2 separate regions of the Mus musculus genome follow, and region 2 is linked to region 1. A link is a contact called in public HiChIP or PLAC-seq data. All regions are on one chromosome and are shown on one strand. The core of a region is the stretch at or near the end of the contact, and the rest is flanking DNA. Distances in the headings are between cores, read along the strand shown.

Region 1 (7,148 bases), core at 281-2,780:
TAAACAGTCAAAGACACTCTGACCTTAAGGTCTTCATCATTGTGATTCGTTCTTAGAATGCTCTTTTTCCAGATGCCCACATATTTCTTTATTGTATCATTTAGGCCTTGGCTCAAATGCCAGACATCCCTGATCATGTTATCAAATGGTTTAGCACCACACTATTCTTTTTCCAATTATTTTTCTTTAATTTTCCCCCATACATCCTTGCATTTGACAGAAAATTTACTTAAGAAATATTTGATACTTGTGAGTAAAAGATTATCAACTCTTAGAAATCTATAGATTTATAAACAAGTGTTCTTCAACATTGTGTTCCTTCTGAAAACTGGAATCTAATTTATAAAAGATAGTGTAAGGTATTCAAACATTTTAAATTACAGAATTACTAGAAGAATGAATGAATTCAGGATTGGGTCACACACTGGCCACCGGGGAGAGGTTTTAAATGGTACAGTGAAAAAACTCTGCAAATATGAGACAAGGTTATTTGCTACCTAGGGCAGTCATCTTGGAAAAAAAGAGGTTAACACTCCAGTTTTGAGTAGTCTAAGAGTTGATTCAGTGAAGGAGGATCTGAAAGTTTCAAGAGACCTTTCCTGAGTTTAAAAGATAGACCTTTAGGACATGTCAGGTATACCTCATTCCCGAATGTTTGAGCTTCTGATTTTTATCATGCTTCTCTTGATAATCAGCTTTAGACAGTGTTTAGTGCACTCAAGTAGCTCCATGCAGCTCCTGAAGGGCAGTCTTCTCTGGAAACAGCCATGTCCATTGTATACATGGACGTTTCCAAGTTGGGTTTGGTTTTATCAGAAGATTTGACTGAAGTAGTCAAGGGAAGTAGTCAAGGTTTCTGTTGGTGCCTGGAGGAACTGTATTAGTCTATTACAGAGTGTTTATGTACCTCAGGATGTTTTATTATGACTTTGGTTCAACTTCGATGTCCCATTTTGCTGATCCACCTGAAATACAAATGGTAAACAACTGCTTCAACTCTGGATGCTGCCTCACCTCCAACTCTGCAAGAAGCTGATCCATAATGATGTGAGTGAAGCATTAGGTTCCAAGAGACTGAACCTGAGATGGATTGATGTTAAGCTGGAAAATAAATGGAGGATAGAGGGGATATCGTTCAAATGTCAGAGAACATTTAAAAAAAAAAAAAAAGGTGCGTCTGCTTTGTATGCAAGAAAAGCAGATGAAAAGAAAAAGAGGCCCCGTGTTTCCAGCCCAAGATCCAGCACTGATAGATTGTGGCATTTTTGAGAAATCACTTAAGACTTCTGATTCTTTTTTGTTCAAAATGTATTATTATTTCTATATTATTCTTAAAATTCAACTAAGAGTTTAACAACCGAAACATCTATCTTAGTGTTTCAAGAAGTACATGGCCTACACATTTGTTAATACAACCTTCTCATTAATCCCATGGAAAGCAAAATATTATTCTGATTTGAAACAAAAACTCTTATGTGCAGAAGCCTCTTCAGTTCACACACCTGGGGAAGTGTCTGTGGTATTGTGGTGGCCTACCTACTCAACGTTCTCCTTTAGAGTTCTCTGACACAGGGGCCATGCTCCAGGGAGCATGGTCTGTGTGGAAAATAAGTCAACGTTCTATAAATACCTAAAGGCACCAAAATATCTTTCAATGTGGGACTCTAGTAAGAAATGCAGATTGCAGCAATGACTCCCACTACACTTTTGTGGCTCCATATGAACATAGAACAATAATTTAAAAAGGAAAAAAAACAGTGTCTATATTTCCTTGAACTGTGTTGCTGCTATTAAGTCAGTAAAGCAGGTGAAGTCACAGGGCCTCTTTAATAGACTGGAAGGCCTCATCAATCCTATTCCCCAATTTTATCATCAAACTACAGAAGGTAAATGGAAAGAGTAGAGAAGATATTACACACAAATGCAGAAAACTCACTTCTCTATAGATATGGATGTTTACTAAAAAATAATGGAGACTAGAGGGAAAAGAATGGGTCATCTCCTCTAATGCTCAGCCTGAATACTCAGCTGGGCAGGACCAAGGAAAGGGTTACGATGGTGAAGAATTCAAAAAATCATGGATTCTCAGATTCATGTAAAGACAGGATGAGTTAACATTGCTGGGAAACTTTAACTCATGTGAATCACTCTTGTCTTCATTCTGGCAATTTAGTCCCTGTTCTAAAGTCAAACAAATTAGGTTAGCAAGTTCTTCCTGTTGTAGGTCCAGGTAGGAGAGAAGTAGGTACTTGCATCTCTCTCTAGCCCAAGTGATGAATCTGCCTATTGTCTTCCATGAACCATTTCTCTATACTCAGGCTTCTCAAACTTTTCTATGTATGTCAGAATGATCTCGGGATCTTTTAAAATCATATCCTGATGCATTAGTCAAGAGATACCCCCAGCATTTAGAATTTCTAACAGGCTCCCAGATGCTATTGCTGTGGATTGATCCATTTAGCATAATGAACAATGGGGCCTAGGAATAATGGTCTCCATGTTCAAATGTGATGGCATAATAATGAACTCAGTTCTGCAGTCCATCCAGTACATGTTAAGGGCAAGAGAATTCTTCATAGAGCATAAAAACTGTAGAGGTCATTTGAAATACAAACACAAAATCCTAAAGATGAGAAACAATCATAGTCCTCTGGGTTTTCATAGACATATTGGAAGGATCTAAGACTTCAGAACTAGAAGTAGTGTCTTATTCCAAGAAAGTTCTATTCCAAGTTCTTTTCCTTCTATCTCCAACAATTCTATCCTTCAAGAATTTCTTATCATCTCATAATGGACTCAGAAAGCAAATCTAATATTTGAGTCATCTCTGCTATGGATGCATCATCTCTGCTTATGTATGTGTGAGTTTCACTGAGTAATTTACACATACAAAATGAAAGTTACAAAGACAGGAATGTATATAATATGAGTTCTAATGAATTTAATCTTGATTTTTAGTTTGTTCCAGAATGCTTAGTATCTTTTTCAAAATCGTGAAATTAAAAATACAAATATTTATTATCTGATGACTATGTTAATGCTAGATTAAAGTTTAAATGGAAAATGTTATTTATCAATAAGAGTATCATCACCTGAGAATAATTTTCTACTTCCGTTTGTGCAGGATGCTGAAGTTTTCTGAAGTTTCTCATCTTTGCTCCATGAGTGTGTTACCTTCATGTTCCTCTCACGATTTTTTTCTGTCGTTTCCTTTCTGTTGATCTGATCAAACATTCTGATCAAAATCAGTCTGGGGAAAGAAAGGAAGCATTAAAACTTACACATTATGGTTCATCATTGAAGGATGTCAGGACAAGAATTCAAGCAGACACATAAAGCAGACACCATGAACGAATGCTGCTTGCTAACTCACAGGTTCCTTCTTAGCTAGCTTTCATCACAAGTCCATCTGCCTAGGGAATATTGCTGTCCATAGTGGGCTGGGTCCTCCTACATTAATTAACAAGCATGACAATCCCTCAAAGAAATGCTCACAGGTTAATCTTTTTTGAGTAATTTCTCAAGTGAGACCCCTTTCTCAGGAAATTTGACACTGCGTACAAATGACAGTTAAAGCTAATTAGTGGCTGAGGAAAGTGATGTGCATTCATAGGCAGTCACTAACAAAAATGTTGGTAAGAATTCTAATGAATCCTCATAGAGGCTGAGACGATGTCTCATGCACTTTAGAAATGGAGCTTTGTCCCCCACTTCCAAAAATACACTTACAGTCTGATGTATGTCTATACAATATTTCCTCTGTCGTCGGTGATATTAACTGAAGATGAAATTTACTGACATTCCTTTTCTCAACATAGTGTCTACATACAGAAGAGACAAAAAGCCGTTACCAAGAATAGACAAAAATCTGTTAGCACTCTTTGAGTAAAGAACATGTTTTGAGAAGAATTTTTAAGTTTTATTTTGGTTTTTGTTTTGGTTTGGTTTTTGGTTTTTTTTTTTTTTTTTTTGGTAGTAAAGTTGTTGTGTCAAAGATTTAGGTGACATTGAGTTCAAACTCATTTTGGTAGAAGATGACTTAACATAACAATCAGGTCACACCTAGCTAATGATCTCACATTTAGCCCTTGAACAAGTCTCTGTCTTCTAACCTGCAGCAGTTGTTCAGGAGGAATCAGTATAGAAAGGGAAACGTGAAGCTATGCTGTGGTCCTCTGCATTCTTCTTTATGGAATAGTGAAAAATGGCTTATTCTTTTTTTTTAATTAGGTATTTTCTTCATTTACATTTCCAATGCTATCCCAAAAGTCCCCCCATCCCTCCCCCCCCCCCGACTCCACTTCCCCCTCCCTCCCAGTTCTTGGCCCTGTACTGAGGCATATAAAGTTTGTAAGACCAATGGGCCTCTCTTTCCAATGGCTGACTAGGCCATCTTCTGATACATATGCAGCTAGAGACATGAGCTCCGGGGTACTGGTTAGTTCATATTGTTGTTCCACCTATAGGGTTGCAGACCCCGCTCCTTGGGTACTTTCTCTAGCTCCTCCTTGGGGGCCCTGTGATCCATCCAATAGCTAACTGTGATCTTCCACTTCTGTATTTGCTAAGTCCAGGCATAGCCTCACAAGAGACAGCTATATCTGGGTCCGTTCAGGAAAATCTTGCTAGTGTATGCAATGATGTCAGTGTTTGGAGGCTGATTATGGGATGGATCCCCAGGTATGGCAGTCTCTAGATGGTCCATCCTTTTGTCTCAGCTCCAAACTTTGTCTCTGTAACTACTTCCATGGGTGTTTTGTTCCCAATTCTAAGAAGGGGCAAAGTGTCCACATTTTGGTCTTTGTTCTTCTTTAGTTTCATGTGTTTTGTAGATTGTATCTTGTATCTTGGGTATTCTAAGTTTCTGGGGGCTTATTCTTAATAAGAGTATCATCGACCAAAATCAAATCATTAGTAGGATGTATATTATCAAGACTTGAATAGCAAATGATCATTGCTAGAATGTGGCTCCTTCTGAATAAATTTTTACAACATGTTGCTCTCAGTTTCTATAGTAGCACCTACTGGTATTAGTAGTTAAAACTGACTACAGAAGAATATGAGTGAGTATTTTTTATTAGACTGTGTTCAGTAATTATTTGGAGGTAATAAGATATTAATTTTACATTCATCTTAATTTCTTTTAACTCATATTTATGGTGAAATGAAGTATTTCACACACACACTATGACATTTGTGTACAACTAAATATACAAGTTTTAGACATATTAAGGTATGAAAGTTCAGTTGTAAAATTAAAATTTACATTTTAGAATTCAAAGTTAAAAATCCACATATTTTGTTCGCAGATATCCATGAATGAATGAGGATGGGACTGCTCAAATTATCATTCATGGGTGTAAAGCTCACATGGGACCCTTATTGCCACCTGGTGGCAGTGTACCCTAATTGAAGATTTAGGTTTTGAGTGACACAAAGACACCTATATTTAAAAATAACAGAAGTCACAGGAGAAAGTAAATAGTCTCAAACTCCTGTGGTTTGAAGAAAACACTTGGATTGTTTTCATTGCCCCAATCAACCAAAGAAGAGAAGTACAACTTTGAGCTTCACCATGAAGCCTAGTTTGGTTCAAGACTTACTTCCTGTAGGATATATCTGAAAGTTAGTTAGTCAGGGAGTCCTTTTACTCCTAAGGTAGTAGGGTCATATCCAATTAGGAAATTGACTAAAAAAGTAAGAAAGGGTTCTGTGTTGTATTCTTTCTGTGCGTATAGTGTAGCAGAAGCAACAATGACTTCTGTTGTACCCCAACAGAATCTTCTATGATTAACTACTTTGCCTCCTAAAATTCTCTCAGCTAAATTGATGCATGAAATATTTCATGAAATTTATCTCACCAGCAGAACTACAATTCAGGCTAAATCCATCAGAATCTCTGGGAATGGAAATACCATTGATATTTTTGTTACAAGTTTCCCAGGGTCTACAGTGTGCAGCCAATATTAAAAATCACTGGACTGGAGCAAAGAGAAAGTTAAAGCTTATGCAATAAAAAGAAAATGCTGTTCCCACTTAATATTGGTCAAACCCATGGTGAATTGACATGGGAATTTCAATCATGCCTGAATATATGGAACAAAGAGATCAAGACAGTACCACCATATATTCTCCAAAAACTTTTCAGTGCATTATTTGTAACTGATTCCTGGACACATTTTATTTAACCTACATTCATGTGTTAAGTGACTTTATTATCTCTCTCTACTATTTACAGTTTTAGCCACTTAGCCAAAACATGATTCCTGAGCACCATATGAGTTATAAGCCACAGAGCATGACTTAAGCCAAAGTATGTCTGTCTTCCACACCTAGGGATGTTTTTCTGACACAGCTTGAAATTCAAGTTTCAAAATAGAATGACTATCAGACTTTCAGGAGTCTTTAGAAATTCATGAACAACTATTTTGGGGGCCTTAAAAACTACTTTGCTAAAGATTTGTGCCCTCACAAGGTTCCAAAGCAGTGGATATAAATGCTTCGGTAACAAGGATGTTTTTACTAGGCATATACAGGACTCCAGATGAAAGACAGTTCAAAGATTCATCTGCCGTTGCCTGTGTCTGTCTCCTCACTTGCCAGCTAGCCTATTCAAGGAACTCTACTTCAAGAGCCAAGACAGCAGAAGCTGTCAGCTGATTTACAATTAAATGTGTCAAAGACAGATTTTCAATGGAAAATTTTGGTAGGAAGAATGAGTTTTTCAACTATAAATAGACTCCATCCAAAGTTTCAAAGCGAAGTGTGCTGTGCTTGTCTGGTCCTCTGCACCCTCTACTTTTGAACTTCACACCTACACCTGGACTGTTTCACTTTCTTTGACTGGGATAATCCTGATGATCCAATCAAAGAAAACTATAAGACAGAATTTGCTGAGTTTATGCCATGTATGTGCAGATTCCTGCATTGTATCTCATGCAAAACAGTGAGTTTGTTCAAGTCAAAAGCATCTATGCACACAGACTAGTTAATTCAAGTCACTTTCCAGCCTAATTTGCCTCCAGTACCTAACTTTTTCAGATTAGAAATTAGAGGCCTTTCTAACCATTACAGCGCATCATCTCCTTGTGTTCCTTTATTCTAATGACTTCCTTAGTGTCAGTCTTAGCTCCTATATATCCCTTGGC
Region 2 (7,008 bases), core at 2,146-4,645, 830 kb after region 1:
CAGATGTGAAGCGTTGACTTAAGAGATGCCAAGTAACTCAGCAGATGTCACACAGACGATAAATAGCAAAGATGGAAGTCTTCATGCCGGAGGCAATCCTATAAGACAGCTGAGTTCTGCAGAGCTGGTAGGTAAGTGTGCACTTGCCAGAATGCAGTGTGCCCAGAGATGATACTAGATAAGGTGTTGGATGATTAGTGGCTTTTCTCCTGATCTTCTAAGTCTAGATTCCTTTTTCAGACTTTTTTTTTTTACCCCTGTAGGAGACAGACTTGCTCAGGTGATAGATCCAGCCATGATACTGACCCTAAGAGAATGAGACGCTCTGCAGAAGACAGAAGATTCCTGAAACTGGGAAAGGTGCCTAGAAATCCTGATAAGAGTGAAGAAGGTATTTCCCTCCCCTTCCTAGGCATCTCCCACCATATTCAATACTTTCTACAGGGCTCTGGTCATTGGCTGAGCAGTCCTCTTTCAATTTAGTTGGATGGAATATTAGTCTAGAAATTTTACTTTCAATTAAACTCACTTGTTGAACTGCCTCCATCTTCAAAGGATCCCATTAGGGTAATTATAGCCATTGCTACAAGGCATTATTTGCACTCAATTTCAGCTTTTAGGCAATTCAGTTCAAATGGTTCATGTTTTTACTATTTGGAGGTTTGTATAGCTATCATTTTCTTACAGTGCAGATTTCCCATGAGCTGTTGTTAGAAACCCAAATCAAAGCAGCAGTTTTGATAGTGGCCATCCCTGGTCTAGCCTGCTGTCTCTGGCCTTATGTGCTAATAAAAAACAACCAAAGACACAATGTATGAAGCAAGAAAGCAGCCCTCTCCTTTATAGGATCAAATATTTGGAAACTGCGAGCTGTCCTTTATTTATATCATGGTATCTCTTGGCAAATTAACTAAAGCCAAAGGCAGTGAGAATTCCTTCCAAATTGCACAGATTTGTTCTGCTAACTGTTGGCCATAATTATTCTATTTCAAAATGGCAGCCATGACAGAGTTTAGTTGAGATCCTGTTTTGATGGCTACATTTCTCATAAAATGGATTTTTTTTTCATTTTTTTTCTGTTTTCGCATATCCAAGTATATGTGTATACGTGTGAGGTGTATGTGTGTGTGTATGCACACGCTCATATCTCACAACACAGATGAGATCAAATTCTGCCGCTGTGGGTTCTGGAATACAGCTCAGGTCATTAGGTATTAAAGTCAAGTATATTACCCTCTGAGGCATCTTTGGCCTGAGATCACTTTCTTTGTATTGCTAACTCTGTCTTCTTTAATTCATGAACTACAGAGAGGTAGCCTAGCTCATGCTTCCCGATATACTCTCTTTCCCTGAAAGTTAAGACCTCAGCTTGGGGACCAGGACTATATTGTCTCCCGTCACATGTCTACCTTAGAATCAATGCTTGCATGATGAATGGATAGATGGATGGATGAGTTCTCAAAGTACAACTTCTATATTCTCCTTTTTTAAAAGTCGGTGTTTTATTATATAACTATTGAATGAGTGTGCTCATCTTAGAACTTTTTCAAGAAGGCGGAGGTGCTTTTCACGCATCTTTGCTGACCGTTGTTGCCTCATCGTCATCTCTGCTTAGGGACTAATTTGTCACCATTTTGGAGCCCATCTTTGCAGGCCTCTCCTTTGCATTTATGTGTACATCCACACAGAGAACTGCGGACTTATGAGCGGATTCCTTTGCTGTGTAGGTTCTCCACTCTGTTTAAGCAGTTCTGTCTTTGTGTCTGTGTAGCCACAAATTTCCAACTATCCACTGGAGCCTGGTGGGTCCACTTGTGGGTACATTACTCAAGACAATGTCTGCTCTTCTCCTGGAATCTACCAGTGTCCAATATTTCAGCAGGGTAGGATATGGTCCGTGGAGTCTCTCATGTATCCATGATTGACTGATGATAGATAGGCCATGTTTTGGAAGGACCAGAGTAGGCAACCACAGCAGCTGTGAGATCATGATTGCAATGTGTGTGTCATGCCCAAACAATAGCAATCACAACCCTTACCTGTATCTTCTGGCTTTACATTCTTTTCACACCATCTTCTGGGACATTCTCTGAACCTTGGGGGACAATGTTGTTATTCTACTGAGAACTCAACAATTATGTGTTCTCAGCATCCTCTGAAAAGCAAGAATCTGTGCATTTACCACAGTTCATTGCAAAGGGAAACTTCTTTGATTAAGGACAGGCATGCCATTTGTCTTTTAGTGAGTGTGTGTGTGTGTGTGTGTGTGTGTGTGTGTGTGTGTGTGCACGTGCACATGCATGTGCATGTGCATGCTTAAAAAGCAGCTTGACTCCATATCACTTTAATGAAATAATTGTAGTAAAGTTCCCTGTGTAACCTAAGACCTGAGTGATATGGTCCTTCTATGAAGCAGGTTTCAAGTCCAGTCAGGGAGTACTTGGTTACCACCGTATCCGTCATACCGTTACTGTACCACATGGGTGCATCTTAACAGGCAGATTCATAGGGGTCACAGATGGTAAAAGAGCTGTCTTCTCTTTCTCAGGAGCTGGCAGAGCAGCCTTCCTCCGCACTATGAAAGACATCCAACAGAGAGCAAGTTCCCACCTCACTTCCAGCTTGACTCCTTTTTATCTCCTAACTGTGGTCTGTGATGTCTTCAGCAATGGTATTAACTAGTTCTGGTGAGCAGCCAGTAGCAATGCCAAGAGCTTCCTTAACAAGCAGCACATAGTTAGTGATAGATCTCACATCTGTCATAGTGCTTTTAGCAACCCATTGCTTTTAAAGCAGCATTTTCGAGTCATAGGTAATGTAACCTTTTTATTTTTTTTTAAAGGTATTTGGAATTGACTTAATGTGGGAGGTTTCCATATGGTTTTTGCATACACTTGTTTTGGTTAATTCTCACCTCTCCTGTCTCTTCATTTCCCCCATGTCTCACCCCATCTCTGCTTACATCTTTCTATTCTTGCTATTCTCCCTTTCTACTTTCTTATCGCCTATGCTTCACTAGTCTCTTCCGTTACATCATCCTTCTCCCATCTTTGGCTTCCATAGCCACTCCATGTTAAGATTCACTCCACACAAATGTGAAGATTCAAAGATAGGACCTATATGTGCCTGGTATGGTGAAGGGTAAAATATTTGGCAAAATAACACCAAAACTGTAAAACCACACCCACTGGGAATATTTCACCTTGTGTTTCAAGTCTCCCCTCACCTGCAGATAGGTCATCTCATGAGTCTATGACAAGACTTGAGAGACCACGAAAGCCCAGGAGGTTCTGTTTCACAAGAGAATTTTCAGGTGCTCTAGACCTTGATGACACATCCCAAGCCCTACAGAGAGCCACAAGAATGGCCCAGAGGAAATTCTAAACCACTATGACTCATTGGGTAGGCTTTTCTATCCTGAAACCTAAGTAATAGGGTATTCCCCCTCTATGTAGCTCAGGCCCACAAGGGTCACTAGCAGTTCTTCATATGCCTAAGGTGGGTTGCCTTGTCAGGGAAGGCTTGCCTTGCCGTTTGTCAGGAAAACTGGTCCTTAGTCTGTAGATGATGTGGTTGCAAGTCAGGAGGAAGGAAAGATACATAGGAGATGTAACTCTGTGATGATATCTGGGGGCTCTGCGTGCCTCCACTCCTGTGTGTTCTATGGGTTGAGCAGATTTCTATAGGAATGAACCAGTACATTTCTCTGTATACAGATGCTATGGACACATAGCTAAACCTCTTCCATTCTCGGCTTCCTACCAACTGGGTACACTAGGAAGCATGCTATTCAATAGGTGCTCTACCCATTCCTTTCCCTTTTTTAATTGGGAAAAACAAACTAAAATCATGATTTTCCTGTGCGTGATGGGACCCACCTGTTATTCCATCACTTGGGAGAAGGGGCAGAAAGGTGAAGAATTCTAGACAAGCCTGGGTTACAGGGCAAAACTCTGTCACAAAACTTTAGAGGTTTTGAGTTACAGATAACTGGAAGAGATATACACATAATGGGACAAAGGGGATAGATATGATTTCATTGGCAATGTGTACATGGTCAGTTGATGCTATGACTTAGAGAATGATGGAATGCTTGCTGCTGTTAATATCTGACTTTCATGACGTGTATTCGAATATCTTTGTACGTCAATCAATCCAACTGTCTCCTCCCATTCCATATTCATATTCTCAGCCCTTATACCATGTATATTCACAACCTGTAAACTTTCACAAATAAATCAACCTACCCTGTGATTCCTAGATCCTTGATGGGAAAAACTTGATGTAGGGAAAACTCAGATCTAAATCCCTTGACCTCTTAAATTGAGCTTATAAAAACCTCCTTTCTTCGAGGGGCTTCCCTAAGGAATAGCACTTGGGGCTCACACACACACACACACACACACACACACACACACACACACACACATACACACACAGCACTGGTTGAGCTTGATTGACACCAGCTGTTCTAGTCTCCTTCTGTGAGTAGCATACCTCTCCTCCATCAGAAATGTCCCAATGGGAAAGATCTCAAGTTGTAGACAGGCTACACTTACAGGCAGAGATTTCCATTTTCTCCCATGTATTTCCCGACGGAAGGTCCCCTGAAAGGAATTAGGAGAAGTAGAGGTTTGCAGGTTGACTGGGCCAGAAAGCACATTATTAATCTCTCACACTCAGTGGATGTCCACTTCCTATTGATGTTTGCATGCTGGAAGCACATCTGGTGACTTTGCTTTGTCCCCAACAAACATCTGAACTTCAGATGGTTCACTTTGGTTTCGCATAAGCAGTCCTCCGCCATCTAGCTTCCAGCTGTGACTAAGTTCTCCCTAATTTGTAAAATTTAAAGAATGAAAAGCAAGGGTTCCTTGCCCCCCCACCTCTTAAAAAATGAGGTGAAGGTTGCTATTCTTAAGCTTTCCAGCTTTACTACCTATTCTTGTTTTCTCTCCTTTTGCTCTTTATATCCTAGACCTCCAATAGTTATGTACATATCTGAGTAGTATATTGAAAATATAAGAAACAAAAAACATTATTTATTTATAATCCCATGGTCCTTTGTAATATATGAACAATTGTTTTATATAACTTGATATCTGCCATTCTATAGCCCCTCCACAGCCAAACCCACATAGATGCCATTCAGTTTCCCCCATCCCTTGTTTTCTGCCAGCAATGCCTGGGTTATTCCATAACTTGTCAACTACATGTTGAAATTTTCTTTTATCCAAATTCTTGTTAGCAAAAAAATCCGTAATTTCTTAGCTTTTTCTTCCTTCCTGTATGTAAAAAAAATTTTCCTTCTAGAATGTTCTATACTCAAAACTCATGACAGAAGTCTAGCCATTAGATCAAAGGATGTGAATGTTGTCACAGTGTATGAGTGTTTGTGTTTTAATTAGTGAACGTGTTTTCCTGAATAGCTATAGATTTATAAGGAAATCCACTGAAAGCTGCACACTAGTGGCACATGTCTTTAATCCCAGCATTCTGATCTCTGAGTTTAAGAGCAGTCTGGTCTACAGAGTTTCAGAACATCCAGGGCTATACAAACACGCTCTGTCTCGAAATGTCAAAAAAACCCAAACAAACAAACAAACAAAAACCACTGAGCTCCTGGTGTCCTTTCCCCTCACCCTATCGTATTTATCATATTACTAAATGTTACTAATATTTTGAACTACAGTGCTACATTTGTTAAAATTTATATAGCAGTATTAATCCCTTATGAGTGATCAAAGGTTCATTACACTGGGGGGTCATTACTCCTGTCTTATGGGCTACAGAGCCTCATCAATGCATAGTGTTGTAAACCCACCATCACTGGATTATAAGAAAAATTTTCATTGCCTTAGAAATTCATTGTTCTTTAGGTATTCATTCCTCTTTCTCATATCTCAACTTTTAGCAACCATTGTTCCTCTTACTATCTCTATAGTTGTGTATAGTTTTGAGACTGTCACATGGTTGGAACCACGTAACAGGTAGCTTTTTCAAACCTGCTTTTTGCAAATGACTCCTTTAGTATGTCCTTTGATGACTTGAGAAGGGTCGATTGATATATTGTAGTCTAGATAAGCTGGAGTTGACCCATCTTCTGAACCTTCAAGTAGTGAAGCTAATAAGCATCTATGTTGATTAAAAATTTCTGCTCATTTTGTAAATACAAAGGAGGCTACTTTCTGAATCTTAGATTGTTTGGTGTGAAGGTTCTTTTTATCCAAAGTGAGTGTATCATTCCCACTAGCAATGAACTGTGTCTCTGGTACATACCAGGGAGGTAACTCTGATATAACACTCACCTAGCATTCTTGAAGCCCTAGGTTTAACCCTAGAAGCAAATCAACAAAAGTTTACTCAGTCTGATGATGTAGCCCTATAATCCCATCTGCTAGAAAGGCCGCGATAACTGGACCACAGTTTCAAGCCCATGTTGGGTACAGGAGATCCCTATAGCTCCGGTTACCTGCCAATGTTTGGTGGTGCTGATGATCTAGGTTTGGGCTATATGGGTTGCATAGTGGCATCTCCATATTCCTTGGCAACATTTTTTTATTTTTTGTGTTTTATTTGCCTGTGAAGTATCTGTTCAGATCTCTCTTTTGCTTATTTTTTAAAAATATTAAAGTGTACATTGTTTTTGTTCCTAAGTTTCAAGATGGCCTTTTTTGTACATTAACATTTTTTCTTACATTTTTAATTGTGTGTGTTTGTATGTGTATGTCTACATGCACATTGCCATGTGTGTGCCATGACATGTCTGTAGAGTTCCAGGAGTTGATCCTCTCTTTCTACTATGTAGGTTTCAGGGCTCAAACTTAGTCATTAGGCTTAGAAGCAATCAACTTTACCAACTGAGCCATCTTGCTGGCTTCTTCCATTTTAATATGCATTTGTATGTTTCAATAGAAACATAGTAAGAAATGAGTATAACAATTGTGTGATTGATAGGGTTCATTTTGATTTTTGATCCATATATAGGGTACCTGGAGGCACAGCAGC

What was found. HiChIP or PLAC-seq counts read pairs in DNA pulled down with a chosen protein or histone mark.
Region 2: a contact with region 1 is called in an H3K27ac HiChIP or PLAC-seq map of regulatory T cells, with 8 times the contacts expected there. The contact joins two enhancer-like sites. A contact is called at or near these places in 3 of 115 datasets of contacts at active chromatin or transcription factors (CD8 T cells, memory CD8 T cells and regulatory T cells).

Annotation. Positions count from the first base shown.
Region 1 is chr15:61,410,436-61,417,583 of GRCm38.p6, forward strand. No RefSeq gene overlaps it. Among named protein-coding and RNA genes, the nearest start is that of Gm24696, 56 kb to the left of the region's middle. Within about 2 kb of position 1,531, at least 12 of the 459 cell types and tissues checked have an H3K27ac peak or open chromatin away from gene starts, as enhancers often do. A contact at or near this core is called in regulatory T cells, where this site is marked.
Region 2 is chr15:62,242,171-62,249,178 of GRCm38.p6, forward strand. It overlaps Pvt1 (Pvt1 oncogene), which reads left to right. Exons shown (of 5, transcript NR_132747.1): 3 at 4-127; 4 at 264-391. Among named protein-coding and RNA genes, the nearest start is that of Pvt1, 210 kb to the left of the region's middle. Within about 2 kb of position 3,396, at least 27 of the 459 cell types and tissues checked have an H3K27ac peak or open chromatin away from gene starts, as enhancers often do. A contact at or near this core is called in regulatory T cells, where this site is marked.